Linked DNA regions of Mus musculus: regions 1, 2, 3 and 5 are each linked to region 4. A link is a contact called in public Hi-C and Micro-C data. All regions are on one chromosome and are shown on one strand. Each heading gives the region's core, a stretch centred on a gene start, on an enhancer-like site or on the middle of the called end of the contact. The rest is flanking DNA. Distances are from core to core; before and after follow the strand shown.

Evidence for each region. A called contact is a pair of places that touch in the nucleus more often than the background predicts.
Region 1: a Micro-C map of macrophages shows a contact between it and region 4, with 3 times the contacts expected there. The contact joins two enhancer-like sites. A contact is called at or near these places in 8 of 484 Hi-C or Micro-C datasets (Sertoli cells, bone marrow-derived macrophages, embryonic stem cells and 4 more).
Region 2: a contact with region 4 is called in a Hi-C map of bone marrow-derived macrophages, with 37 read pairs. The contact joins two enhancer-like sites. A contact is called at or near these places in 1 of 15 datasets of contacts at CTCF or cohesin (the NIH/3T3 cell line), 9 of 484 Hi-C or Micro-C datasets (the BV-2 cell line, bone marrow-derived macrophages, embryonic fibroblasts and 5 more), 4 of 115 datasets of contacts at active chromatin or transcription factors (the NIH/3T3 cell line, cardiomyocytes, kidney and 1 more) and 1 of 9 other capture datasets (bone marrow-derived macrophages).
Region 3: a Micro-C map of macrophages shows a contact between it and region 4, with 5 times the contacts expected there. The contact joins two enhancer-like sites. A contact is called at or near these places in 1 of 15 datasets of contacts at CTCF or cohesin (the NIH/3T3 cell line), 8 of 484 Hi-C or Micro-C datasets (bone marrow-derived macrophages, cortical neurons, embryonic fibroblasts and 5 more) and 4 of 115 datasets of contacts at active chromatin or transcription factors (the NIH/3T3 cell line, bone marrow-derived dendritic cells, microglia and 1 more).
Region 5: a contact with region 4 is called in a Hi-C map of bone marrow-derived macrophages, with 25 read pairs. The contact joins two enhancer-like sites. A contact is called at or near these places in 2 of 484 Hi-C or Micro-C datasets (bone marrow-derived macrophages and nephron progenitors) and 2 of 9 other capture datasets (embryonic stem cells and pancreatic islet).

What each region holds. Positions count from the first base shown.
Region 1 is chr2:160,266,708-160,269,407 of GRCm38.p6, forward strand. It overlaps Gm46773. Among named protein-coding and RNA genes, the nearest start is that of Gm34805, 18 kb to the left of the region's middle. Within about 2 kb of position 1,309, at least 18 of the 459 cell types and tissues checked have an H3K27ac peak or open chromatin away from gene starts, as enhancers often do. A contact at or near this core is called in bone marrow-derived macrophages, macrophages and microglia, where this site is marked.
Region 2 is chr2:160,236,537-160,239,236 of GRCm38.p6, forward strand. All of the region lies in intron 1 of Gm34805 (a long non-coding RNA gene), which reads right to left. Among named protein-coding and RNA genes, the nearest start is that of Gm34805, 12 kb to the right of the region's middle. Within about 2 kb of position 1,410, at least 28 of the 459 cell types and tissues checked have an H3K27ac peak or open chromatin away from gene starts, as enhancers often do. A contact at or near this core is called in the BV-2 cell line, bone marrow-derived macrophages and microglia, where this site is marked.
Region 3 is chr2:160,212,869-160,215,568 of GRCm38.p6, forward strand. It overlaps Gm34805 (a long non-coding RNA gene), which reads right to left. Exons shown (of 3, transcript XR_375182.4): 3 at 1,090-1,584. Among named protein-coding and RNA genes, the nearest start is that of Gm34805, 36 kb to the right of the region's middle. Within about 2 kb of position 1,338, at least 21 of the 459 cell types and tissues checked have an H3K27ac peak or open chromatin away from gene starts, as enhancers often do. A contact at or near this core is called in bone marrow-derived macrophages, macrophages and microglia, where this site is marked.
Region 4 is chr2:160,067,560-160,070,313 of GRCm38.p6, forward strand. No RefSeq gene overlaps it. Among named protein-coding and RNA genes, the nearest start is that of 9130015L21Rik, 52 kb to the left of the region's middle. Within about 2 kb of position 1,397, at least 41 of the 459 cell types and tissues checked have an H3K27ac peak or open chromatin away from gene starts, as enhancers often do. A contact at or near this core is called in the BV-2 cell line, bone marrow-derived macrophages, macrophages and 1 more, where this site is marked.
Region 5 is chr2:160,302,807-160,305,591 of GRCm38.p6, forward strand. It overlaps Gm46773. Among named protein-coding and RNA genes, the nearest start is that of Gm826, 23 kb to the right of the region's middle. Within about 2 kb of position 1,360, at least 6 of the 459 cell types and tissues checked have an H3K27ac peak or open chromatin away from gene starts, as enhancers often do. A contact at or near this core is called in bone marrow-derived macrophages, where this site is marked.

The DNA of each region.
Region 1 (2,700 bases), core at 59-2,558, 200 kb after region 4:
ACAAGGGGTCAGCCACTTTGACGGTTACAGCCTGGCCCCTGGTCTTAGCATCTTGGCTACTTCTTCCAGACTGTGAACCACGACTACTACTTTCCCTGATCACTCTGACTGGGTCATGCCTTCTGTACTGGTCCATCTTCACTATCAGTGTGGTGGGGTTTGGAAGCACCATGGAACATTCCAGATGTGTCTGAGAGGTTTTCTAGATTAGGAAAAGGAAAGAGAAAAGACCCGCCTTACATACGAGCCCTGCCACTCTAGGAGGCAGGGTCCCTCCCTGCTCCATGACTGCAGATGTTATTGGGCTAGGGACGTCAATCTCCTATACCACGACTTTTCCTCCACGATGAAGGACACCCTGGAACTATCAGCAGAACAAACCCTTCCCTCCTCAAGCTGCTTTTATCATTGTGTTGCAGCAAGGACATTAGTTAATAACGCGCTCCTCTGCCCTGATGGCCCCATTGGAAAACACAAGCCCCTAATAAATCATTCCTCCCATAATTTGTTCCTGTTCCACATTTTGCAAGGAAAGGATGAGACAGGAAACCAAGATCCAAGAAGAACTTTTAAACTCTTCAGAGCTCATTCTGTCGTCTGCTCCCTGGTGGAGCTAAGACTCGAACCTGCAGCCCTCCTCCCCAGCTGCAGCATCCTGCCTCATGCGCACTGAGTATGCGGGTGGCTGCTTCAAGGCAAGATTCAAGCTAAGCCCAGTGGTGCAGGTGTCAATCACAGCTATGCAGGAGGCTGAGCAAAGACTTGGCAAGCCCACTTATACTACACAGTGAGCTGAGGCTAGCCCGAGTCACTTATGAAGACCTTGCCTGAGAATAAAAAGGGGAAAGAGAAGAGACTGCAGCCCAGTGGCAGAGAACTTGCCTAGCACTCCCTGCTACAGAAAGACAAAATTGAGCCACAACCTTTAATAAGCCCTAGAAGGAGTAATACCTATGGAGTTCTTTCCATGCTCTGTGCCTGACACTCACCTCTCCACATAGGTTTTCTTGGCCTCTCCCATCCTTTATCCCCCACTTTCCTGATGGATATAAAGACTCAAGGGTCTTTATCAAGTAACTTATCCAGCATTTGGAGAATGCAGCTTATGGTCAAACCCATGCAGATAACTCCGGGGTCTCAGCTCTTGCTTCCAATCCTTCACCTGTTCCCCACCCACTAAGACCATGCATACTTCTTGCTACTGCGGTCCACTGGTCACGCACTTGTTCAAAAGGTCAGAGCTCAGAAGTCCAAGGAGCCTTGCCCAGGGAGACAGTCTGAGTCTTTGACCTGGTGTCAACATCAGAACTGAAAATTGCTTCATGCCTGGCCCAAGAGGAACAGGAAAGTCTGACTTCTCCCCTCACCATGGGAAAGCAGTCTTTTTCTTTTTTAAAAAAAGCAAGAACAGAACATGAACGTGGCATGTCAAGGCCCTTTCTGTCACCGTCTTTCCCGGTCGACTGGGTCTTCGGACGAAAAGAGATGGTTATCTCGAAAGAGGAAGACTCCCTCACTCTTGGTTTCTAACCAAGGATCTGTGAGACTTCCTTAAAGGACGCACCAAGTGGACAAGTGTGGGGCCAGGCATGACCCAGGAAGCCTGGGCCCCTACTCTCTAAGACAACCTTGCAAGGACCATCAAGAGAGGCTCTGCCAAGAAAGAGGCATGCTGCAGACACCACAGGAACACCCAGTAGGGGAGGAACACATAGCTCAGGTCTAGAGGCCTCTTCTTGTCTGGCTTGTCTCACAGTGGCCTGGGGCAATGCTTGTACCTGTAAGAACGCGGTGAGAACCCCCCTCCCCCCTGCCCTACCATCCCCAGCACTTGATTCATAGTCTGTGCTATCCACTTTGTCTCTGTTTTCCTGAATTAAGTGAGATGTCCTCTATTTAGGAGTGTGTGTGAATAGGGAAATTTATTTCTGGGTCCTCTGGAGTTACAGAAGATTCACTATGGAAAGCTGTGGCTACAGTACTCAGGGGTGTGGTCTTAACAGATCATACAGTCCCCACCTGATTACTGAGTTCCAGGTCCAAGTTTCCTCGGTAAAGACCTGTGGGCACTTTGCTACAAGGCTCCCCTTTCTCATATTCTTCATATCATTCTGTCCTCTTCTTTAGGGTCCATCCTGGGATCTCCAAGAATGCCTGCTCCTTACTCTTACCAAGAAGGCTTCCAAGTTCTTGGATCCCCTCCAGAACCCTGCAGAAGGCTCTTCCATTTAGGAGGGCAAGGGAACTGTCTGTAGGAAGCTCATCGAATTCCACTCAAAGTTAATCTCTTTAAAGGGAGTCTCTTGTGGTCCCTCCTAGATAGCCACAATATAAAAACAGACGAAGCCAGCCTTGGTGGCTTAGCAAGAACTTGTGTCAAAATAAACTAGAATAGTAAACTAAGAACTGTTTGTTTGTTTGTTTGTTTGTTCACTTTACATCCCAGGGCAGGGGGTGGGGGGCAGCTCGGGGATACAGCACTTGCCTGGCAAGAATGGGCTCCAAGGTTCAAACCTCAGCACTACACATAAAAAGCAAATAATAATCCCTAAAGTTAAAATGTTGCTAGAGTACACTTTACATGAAAGTCTTTTCAATGTTTCCCTTTTACTGGGGACACTGGATGCCTCTTTATGTTGTATGTTCAGTGGCATTTTTCTTCAAATATATATTTAAAAACCAAACCATTCCGAACTGAGC
Region 2 (2,700 bases), core at 160-2,659, 170 kb after region 4:
ATGTGGGAACTTATAGAGTAGCCATTTTCATGGTAAACTTCCTTCAGAAACTAAACTTATGCTAAAGTTACCAAAACACGGCTGAATCACATAGGACATCCAAATTGGTTCAGGTTACACACTCATTAGCATTTACACCGAGTTCATGAAGTTGGCGTAATTGGCCTTCCCTGTAGGATTGGTTCTTTATCTCGGTGTGAATGGGACAGCCAGTTATCCCTTGTGTTAAGTTTGCACAGTGGGATATTTGGACTGCCCGTGTTCCCCATCATCGGTCTGTGTGATCCTCGGAGATCAGAGATAGCTGCTCTTCACCACATCAGTCTGTGATCCTGAGAGATCAGAGATAGCTGCTCTTCACCAAGCCCCAGCATTTCAAAACAGAAGTAACCACTGGCTGCTGTTCAATAGATGACTGAACTTTGGCCTCACCCTGCTTACTTTAAGATTAAACTTTCCATTGAGCACATGTCAGTACTCACTCCTCAGGGCGACCGCTTTCAGTTTTGGCCCTCACCACTTCCAGCTGAAGATGGAAAACAGAAGTTTAAAGAGTAGAGGGAGAAGTGTCTGAACATTCAAAGCAACCAAGACGGGAAGTTGTCCGATTTGGTTCTAAAAATAAGTCTTTGCCCTTCTCCGCATTGTCCAGTGAAAATTTGCTTAACCTTCACCTTGCTGGGAAGAGAGATTGTGAGGGCTCCTTGGTTGGACTCACCCATTCAGGCTTCTCAAGGTTATGGTCCCTTTGCATCAGTTTTCTGAATTAGAGAGCTGGTCCATGACATGTAAGAAGCAGCTCAGAGAGCTGAAAAACATGAGTATACTCCTTCATCCCTCAGTTTTCAGAATAGACCCCAGACATCTCCCAAGCCCCCACTGATGCTATGTGAAAAGGGAAAGCTAAAACCCCGTCTCCAGGAGACCCAATATCATAGGCACTAGGAGCCTTTTAAGGAAGTACATGCCCGAGAAGACTGAATGAATGCCAACTTTGTACAACACTAAAAGAGACAATAAAGTCACCCCCAAAGGAAGGAGATAGAAATGGTCCTCTTTCACTTCCTTCTTGCATGCCTGTCTTTGCTTTAAGGTTGGCTGCCTCAGGGTCTCACCTCCTGCCTTAGGAGAAGAGAGGTGTGCCCTTGGGGAATAGAATATAGGAGGATCCTGGCAGCTGCTGCTTGGCCAATCTCTAGACAAGGCTTGAAGCAGAGTTCTTTGTGTTTGAGAACCACACAGCTACCAGGTCCTATGCCCAACTTCACCAGTTGGTTACCAGGCATTACCTCACCTCCAAGAGCCACAGCTTCTTGAAAAATATCTATTTCAGTGTCTTGCTCTGGGGACCTGATGAGTTCACACATGCATTTTGCTTGGTAATAGGGAGTTCTTCATAATTGTTGTGAGAGATGGCACCAGACTCTGCTGAACTTCCCCCTTTGAAGCTCTCTGTGCATCTGTACTTCCTGGTCTCCTTGTCTGTCTCTCCTCATGGCCTGTGAGTCGCATGAACAGGTCCCAGACCACATTCATCCCAGAAGCTAAGAATCATTGCAAACTCTCAGAAGATAACTCTCAACTTTCTCTGCACTCTAACGCCTCAGTTCCTGCTCTCTGAGATTTCTGCCCATGACCTTGTTAATCTTACCATCTTCAAATGATCCTTCTGCGTTGCCCAACCTTGTTGCTGGACCCATAGCCCACAGCTCCACTCCATGTCCCTGGGGTCTGGGAGAGGGAGAAGCCAGACTGAACTGTGTTCTGGCATCTTCAGGAAGTGAAGTGCTGGCCACCTTATCCCTTACTATTGTTTGTGGTGAGTTTGAAGACATCTGGAATTTGCATTTTCTTTTGATTTGGTTTTACCAAACGATTATGGGGTGAGCAGTGCATCAGCATCAATAGAGGTTGGCTTACTCCAAACTCACAACCTCATTAGGAGTGTGTGTGTGTGTGTGTGTGTGTGTGTGTGTGTGTGTGTGTGTGTGTGCCTGTGCATTTATATTTACACATATCATCAGAGGCAGGCAGGGAATGGAGGATTCAGAGCTCGGAGACCTCTGAGCCTTTACTATTTGGACCACACAGGAACTGAGTGATGGAGCAGAATGGACCTTCTGCGGAGCTTAGATATACTTGAAATTTGTGCTCTGACTTCCATACATGGGCTGTTGCAAGTCCCCCAATAAATGATGGTTATGATGACTATGATGATGATGACGATGATGATACTAACAAATAGTAAATGAATGTAATTAAGAAAAAACTCCTTGACTCAGCTTTCCACACACAGTCCACCTATCCTCCTGAGGCACATGAGAGCCATCTGCCAGGGACTTGCTGGAATGAAAACATGCTCCACTGTGGGTCTGATCATGTCTGAATCCCTAACTTTGACTTGGGCAAGGATTTGGAGACCCAAGAAGTTACTGCTTCAGTGAACACGGACTGTGAGGGCCGTGTGAGTCAGACAAACTTGTGCAGACAGTACCAACTGATACTCTCATGAATGGGTCAGTGTTTCTAATTCTTGCCTGAGATTTGGAACAGAGTGGGAACTCTTTTAACTAAAAATGCAACATGATCATTGGACTTTTCCAGGTACTGGGAACTCATAAGGGTGAGCAGGGAGTCACATGAGGGACAGGGAGAGAAAAGAGCGCTGGCCCTTCTCTACTGCCTCTCCAGTTGGCAAAC
Region 3 (2,700 bases), core at 88-2,587, 150 kb after region 4:
CTTCCCATATTTCAGTATAACATAAGGATCCTAATTAGCCTTTCAGGCTGACTCAGGTTATCTGAAAGGCACTAATCAGTGCCCCAGGGCCAGAGTGGTTAAACACTTGGATTGGATGGGATTCCTGTTTGCATTCATTGTCTGGTATTGATCATCATTTCCATTCTTCTAGTGGCTGCTAGCTTGACCAGTAAATTATCAGAGATTCTGATCAGAATGTTGGTTCAAGGGACCCCTGAGATGATGGTGAATAGTGACTGTGGATTTCTAAACTCATGGCCCTAGAGTCTTTGATATTTTTTACACTGCAACATATAATTGCTGCTCCTTCCCTGAATCTCAACAGCTTTATGACTTCTTTTACACGAAGCAGAAGTAGCTTTGTGCAAGTTTGAAAGTCCCGGGTCTTAAAATCAAGATGTATATCCTCTCTTTGAGATGCTTATTCTTGAACCTCAGCTACTATGTGTGAGGAAGGACAAATACAGAGTGGAGTATCCTATGGTAGGGAACCAAGTGCCACTGGCCATGCATACGGTGAACTCTCTTCGAGTGTTCTCAGCCCTGTGTGAATTCTACCAGCTGACAGTCATGGGACCTTGTATGTCCCTTTCAAGCCCTGCTCCAAGACTGGGGAGTAGAGCAAACAATGATGGTTGTTTTCTGATACCTGCCCAACATCTTCATGCAATGACAATCAAGAGCGATTGCCTCAGAAGGAGATACTGCCAGAGCCTTCTGCTTCCTCTGTTGGATCCAGTCTGGAGATCAGGCAGACAGTGATGCTTTCAGGAGCTCATATGCAAGATCAAAAGTTTTGTAGATATATGCTTTGTTTTTTAGTTTATCTATGACGCTGCAAGAAAATTACTTCTCCCTGAACCCCTGTTTAATTATCTGTAAAAGGGAGATAATTTTTTTCACCCATTTGTATACCTATTGTGAATATAAAGGGGACACTAGGAATCCTTACTTCTAGGGAGTTATATAATAAATATCTTGGGCTTTGAAGGTCATATCAGTTCAATCACTGCTGTTCAACTCTGCCATCTACAATAGCAAGAAAGTCAGCAAGGGCTCTCATAATCAAAGTGTGACATTTATATTTAAATAAAGTTTTATTTACAGGAAAGGTTTTAGACTGATAGGACCCTGATATAAAGATTCAGGAATATTCCTAGAGTAAATGTCAGTTCCCATCAATGCCAACTTGAAATTCTACGGCTTAAATGTAATTTTCAGAAAATATTGCCAGCGATTTCACCAACCCAGTGACGACAGGGCTCACTAAAAAGTGTTCCCCCCTGAGACAATCAGAAGTGAGCCTAGTTATAGGATGAGTCACTCTGAGAAGGTGACATGGTGGCCTCTCATGGAGCGCTTCATCATCTCTGTAATGCTCAATCGTGACTGAGTCTTTTTGCCTCTTGAATCACAGCAGCACATCTGTACAGCAAACGTGTACATCACAAGCCTTTCTAGGGAAATCTGTGCCTGGAATTCTGAGCTCAGAGCCAGCCTCATCTGTCCATCAGTTCTTTCAGAGGAGAGGCCGTCAAGCAAGGAGTCTGGAAGAGTTCAGCTCTAGGGCAAGAAAACAAAAAGGAGAAGTGAGCAAGAGAGTGAGGGTAAGGCTTGAGTGGGCACAAGAAGGGAAAGAATCTGGGGTGAAAGATGCCCCCCCAGTGCCAGCTCACTCAGGGCCTGCTCACTGCATCTTGCATTGCTCCTTCAGCTTGCATCTCATTTGACAACTACATGCCCGGTCATGGGCCAAAAGAGGAGCGTTTGTCCTCATGGGGGTCACCCACCCAGCAAGGGGAAGAGACATGAAGTAAGACAAGGCAGGAATAGTGCTGTGTTGCGAAAAAGGAAGTGGAGGGTGGGGAAGCTACTGCTGGGGTATTAGTCCAACTTGGGGGTCAGAGAAGGGTTCCCTGAGGAAATAACATTAGAACAGGGGTGAGTAGGGATTAGTCATCCTCCGGTCTTCCTCTCTGGACTTAGGTGAAAGGCTCTCATGAAGCCCATCATCACCCCCTCTCCTTGCTCTGAGCATTGTTGTACACTGCCTTTGGAATAGCCCTTTGATTATCTGAACCCTCTTTAGCATCCACGTGATGTATCGCATCTATAGGTCCATCCTATACCCCAGGCGAAGGCCTTAGCCTGGTGTGCTCGCCTCTGCCTCTCAGCGGTAGCTCCATTCCAGCCACCCTACATTCCTCCTCACTCTCACACGCTGACCCACTGCATGGGCTGTGCCAGCTACCTAGCACACATTTCCTTTACCTAGTTAACCCCTGCTCATCCTTCAGCTCTTAGGTCTCTTCCGTCCCCAGGATGGCCTTCTGTGACCTTCCCAGCTCATTAAAAGTCCCAATTTTTAAGCTTTCAAGCACCCCGAGCCCCTTCTTAATTTTATTTTTAATATAATATTTTTATTAATCTTTGAGAATTTCATAAGGACATTCAATGCAGTTTGGTCATATTTATTCTCACTCCTCTCCAAACTCCTCCCAGATCCATTCCTCCTTCCCCCCCACCCCCCCGCCTTCCCAAGTTCATGTCCTCTTGTTTTATTATATGTATTGTATATATTAGTATTCACCATGTCCAATTCTGTGCATATACTCACAGCTGTGGGACTATCCATTGCAGCGTTGACCCCTAACTCTTAGTAATTTTCTATAATCTATC
Region 4 (2,754 bases), core at 147-2,646:
GGCACAGCCTTCTTCAGACAAGGTAACCATGCTAAGTAAGCGGCCAAGGTTCAAAGAACTGATAAGTGATTGCCTATATGGTGAGTTAACATACTTAAGTACTCTCACACACAAATAACGTAATATTCCACAGACAAAGATGTAAATAAGGTTGATGTCTGAGAAAGTTTGTGGTCCTAAGAAGCAAATTCCAAATTAGCTTTAAGACTGAGAAAAGAAACGGTAACTATGAAGTCCAGGAGTGACCATAGAACTGATAAGATTAAAAGTATTCTCAATGAGGAAAGAAGAGGCAGTCCGAGTGGTCCCCAGCTAGCAAAGCCCTATGACAGGTACAGTCACATAGAGAATGGGATGCTCTTGTCCCTTTAATTGATGTCCTAGTCCTGGAAGCCGCCTCCACCCAAGTTCAGCAAAAGCACACGGCTGAGTTTTCCTTGTGGTTGCTTTGGTTTGGCATGTCAGTTAATTTTGTTTGGTGGAAAAAAAAAACACGAAGTGGCTGGTTCTGACGTCGAAATCTGTGCGGTTCAAAACAATGATCGCATGGTAGGGAGCAGGCGGCTGTGAGTCAGAGAGATTATGGAAATGCAGCAAGATGTTGTGAAGGAACACGGAACTGGGGACACTTGAGGGCACCTATCCCAATCTCAGCAGCCTGTGCTCCTCAACATTTGAGTCACACAAGGCAAACATCAAAAAAAAAATGTAAATAAATTATTTCAAAAAGCTCTTTGAAGTAGTAATTAGCATCATTTGAAAAAAATCTGCTCAATTTTACCTTTTGATTTTCAAGTAGCCTTTTAGCTTTGTGCATGTAACTAGTGCCTCCCCAATACCTTTATTATACATAGAAAATTCTTTCTATGTTATGTTGTCCTCATTTTCATCGTGATGGGGTTTCTGCAACAGCATTTGGTAGAAGCCGTGAAGGAACACTTCTGTCCTAAGTCGGAAGTGTTGGTGTCTGTCCTTAAGTCCCGTGAAAATGGAAACAAATACTAATGAAGAGTTCACAGTTGAAGATGAAGAGAATAAACGGAGCCTGGCACCTGAGAAGAGAGCAAAGTTCTGCCATCACAGTATGTGGTGCTGACGTCGCATCTCCTGAGCTCCACGGATATGAGAATTCTACTCATCCCATTTTTTCTTCTCTATGTTCCCAAGAATCTGGAGACGTGGCTGGCAAAGCACACAGGTATTGTCTAGAACTCTGTGGATGAAGTTGCACCATTCATAGCGATGAAGATTCCATCAAAAGGCAGAGCAGATTCTCCAAGTCACAGAATCCCAGGGCCAAACTAAGGATTCAACTGAATTTGACTGCACAGTTCCCTGATCTTCAGAAGGCACTGATCTTTCTTCCTCCTTAGAGAGCTGGGCTTCCTGTTTCCTTGGTCCCGACTTGCTGCCTGCAGTGATAGAATCCTCAGCCCGTTGCAACACTTAAAGCAGTGGTTTCCCACAGTGAGGAGAGGTATGATTGCACTTGGAGTTAGATAAATGTGTAGGACGTGGATGTCTGCTCATTTAACTTGTGCCTATTGCATGACTAATCCCTCTTGGGAGCACCACTTTGGTGGTCAATTCAGACCTCTATAGATGCCTTTTACCTTAGGTTGTATGTTCTTTGACATGCATGAAAGAGCTAAAATTTCCTGAGAAATTGTGATACCCTAGAAACCTTTAACAACTGACAGTCAGGTAAAGTTCAGGCACTTACCTGCACTGAGCCAGGACACCTGTGTGCTTCTGTCTCCATCCCATTTCACCAGGCCTTACACTCAGGAGCAGTTGGCCAACACAAGATGGACTCCATGGGTTTCTTTTACTGATACGGTTGGAGGTAGAGGTGGTTTAGTAGGTTGCTTTTTCTGCTTCTTTTGGGTTTTTTTTTTTAGTTTGTTTTGTTTGTTTATTTGTTTGTTCAGGGACTGTGTGTGTGTGTGTGTGTGTGTGTGTGTGTGTGTGTGTGTATCTTTTAATGAATTAAAAACAGACTCTTCTCCCCAAAGGATACATTCCAACTACAGTTCCCCTCCCTCTACTCCTCTCAGCTCTGCCTCCTACCTCCCCTTGCCCCCAGATCTACTCCTCGTCCATTTCCCTTCAGAAAGAACCAAGCCATCAAGAGAGACCAATCAAACACAACAATTGTTAGTTCATGTAAAGAGAAAGAGAGAGAACATGATGTTGGGGTGGACAGGGAAGAGAGAGCCTATGAGAAGGATTGGGGAAGGGAAAAGAATATAATTAAAATGTGTTGTATAAAATATTTTAGTTAACATGATTCTTAAAAAATAGATTGATATGAATTTACCCTCTGCCAGACCTTGCCTGCACCCTTTCTTTGCTTGGCTTTCCCCCCACTTTCTTGTCCTTCTCCATTTCCCTTCACTGGTTTACTGCAAATGATTTCATAGTTAAAGGTCTGATTCTGTGCAGTTTAACTCAAATAATATTTCCTTTGTTATTTATTCCCTACCCTACCCTACCTACCCAGACCTGGTCATATAAAGAACTAGATACAAGCACCCCAAACACAAAGGGCTAATCAATACATCTTAGGCTTTTATTCAAAGGAGGCTTTTTTCTACATCCAAAAACAACATAGATTTTGAGTTTGCTGTTATTGAAATAATTGGAGACCAGGGAGATCTGCCATTCTCTTCAAGAAAGGTCAAAGTTACCTTTGGGGATCATGCAGAACCGAAGCCATCTTGAAAAGCATCATAAGAAGTTCCCCCTCTATCT
Region 5 (2,785 bases), core at 110-2,609, 240 kb after region 4:
GGGATTTTGTTCTTCTTTTTTCTTTTCTTTTTTAAAAATATTTTTAAATGTATTTATGTATGAGTACACACCAGAAGAGGGCATCAGATCCCATTACAGATGGTTGTGAGCCACCTGGGAATTGAACTCAGGACCTCTGAAAGAGCATCCAGTGCTCCTAACCACTGAGCCTTCTCTCCAGCCCCCTGGTTGGCACTTTTTAAACTTTGTAAACATAAAAACAAAATCGTACCTTTTGTTATTGATGTAAAGATTTCAGTAATGAGGCGTGACATTTAGATGAACTTACTGCCCTCACCTTTCAACTGGATGTATATGTGAGAGCCCTCAAGCCACTTCTCTTTGCTTTCTTTTCTATCATTGACTTAAAAGATCTGGTATCTATTCAGGATAACAAACCTTCTGTCATATTTATTATAATTTTTCCAGTTCTGACATTTCTATTTTACTGTTGCTGGTAACATTTTTGAAGACATAGAAATTCCCCCTTTTTAGTACCAGATATGTTTTTCTTATCCTTTAGGGTTTTTTTTTCCCCTACTGCTCTTAGAATGTCTGCCAGCATCTGAAAATCAGTTAAATATTTATCATACATTATTCTGGGGTTTTAATACAATTTTAACTTTTTACCATACTGTGTTAAGTAAAACTTCTACATATCATAACTGCCTAAGGCAAGAAGTGCTTGTGTGTTTAAAAATTAACTATTTAATGTATTTATAATTTAATTTGGGAGTTGATAGAAGGTAGAATTTTAATTTTATTTCATTTCAATATCCATTGGAAAAAGAACTTATTCCCTTCTAAATAGTTAAGTTTTGTTTCATCTTCCTTTACTCCCATGGGTGCTTTACCATAAAATTCAAACATCTTCCATGACATAGCACAGTATATTAATCATTGCATGATGTCATCTTGCCTTAACTATTACACATATAAAATACACTGTAACAATAGTCTTCAGTTTGGAGGGGCAACAGTGCTTGTTCTGACTAATAAAATTCAGAATCACTTTGAAAAATGTAAGTTCCAGACTGTTGAATGTGTAAATTAATACACACACACACACACACACACACGTAAAATCAATTTTTTATAATAAAAAGTTCCAGATCTCTAAAATTTTGAGAAGCTTTCAGAATGAGCACTTCACAGATTATACACCTGCCTTACAGTATGCCAGTCTGTCCATCTTGAGGTTTTGTTTTCCTGGTGGCACCACAGAAATGACCAGCACCTAGTAGGCATTGAATTTATTTTTTTTTTCATTGCTGAAGCAAAATCTCTCACAAAGACAACTTAAGGAAAGAAGGGTTTATGTGGTTGGGATGATGCAATCCATCACGGCAGGAAATGTGGAAGTGGGAGCCTGAGGCAGCCGCTCCCACTATGTCCCCACTCAGGAAGCAGACAGAAGCCAATGCTGGTACTGGACTGGCTCCATTCTAATTTTGCTTTTATTCAGTCTGTGAGGCCCCAGCCCATGGGATGGTGACATCTGCTTCCTGGGTGAGTTGCCCCTCCTCAGTTAAACCTCTGTGGAAAACACACTCATAGGAAAGCCTAGTGGTGTCTCACCTGGATGATTCTAAATCCACTCAACTGGACGTCAGAACCAACCACCACAAGCATATGGACAGTGATCCGCTTTTCCTTTCTTGCCATAGGCACCCTTCCTCCACGATTCCCTAGGTAGACTCCTCTGGGCCAATTATTCTTTTCTTATTGATGTTCTGGATTTGTGTACAGAACAGTGGGCTTTTATTGTGGCATTTTCTGTATCATCACACCCTGTCTTTGCTCACTCCTCTTCCAGTCCCCCTGCGCCATGCTCCCCTCAGCAAGTTCTTCACCCTCATCTTAACAGACCTACCTTCTACCTCTTTATAAAATAAATTCGACCACCTTTTCTTTCCCTCCCGCATTTAAGATTCGCCCTTCCCCTCTCATGATCTACACACACACTTACAAATGCAGATATATATAATTTTAAGCACGCCTTTAATCCCAGCACTCGGGAAGCAGAGACAGGCAGATTTCTGAGTTCGAGGCCACCCTGGTCTACAAAGTGAGTTCCAGGACAGCCAGGGCTATACAGAGAAACCCTGTCTCAAAAAAAAAAAAAAAAAAAAAAAAAGAATCATTTCTGTATCTGAAAGGAAAACATACATTTGTTTTTCTATCTCTGCCCTTCTCACTTCACCATCATTTTCAATTCTACCCACTACCGTGTAAATCCTGTATTTCTGCTATATACCTGACTAAATAAAATTCCACTGTATATACACATCACATATTTGATATTCGTTCATCTGTGGACCTCTGGGATGGCTCTACATCTACTTGAATGGCGCAGTAAGAGCTAAGGATGAGCAAGTATCTCTGTTTTATTGACTAAAAGTCCTCTGGGTGCACAGCCAGGGGTGAAACAGCTGGGTCATAGTGGTTCTATTTTTGGTTTTGTAAGAAGCCCCATGCTAACTTGCATAGGGGCTATACCAATGACATTCTCATCTGCATAAAAGTCCCTCTCTACCCACATCCTTGCTTGCATTAGTTGTCATTATTTTTCTTGAAGATTGCCATTCTGAAGTGTGATACTGAGTCACAACGCAGTTCTTATTTGAATTTTTTCATGGCTAAAGATGTTGAGCATTTTTAAATATTTGTTGGTCATTTGAATTCCTTCCTTTGAGAGCTACCTGCTCAGTTCACTAACCCACTGACTGGTTGGATCACTTTAAGTTTTTGGTGTTTAATTTCTGAAGTTCTTTCTAATTCTAGA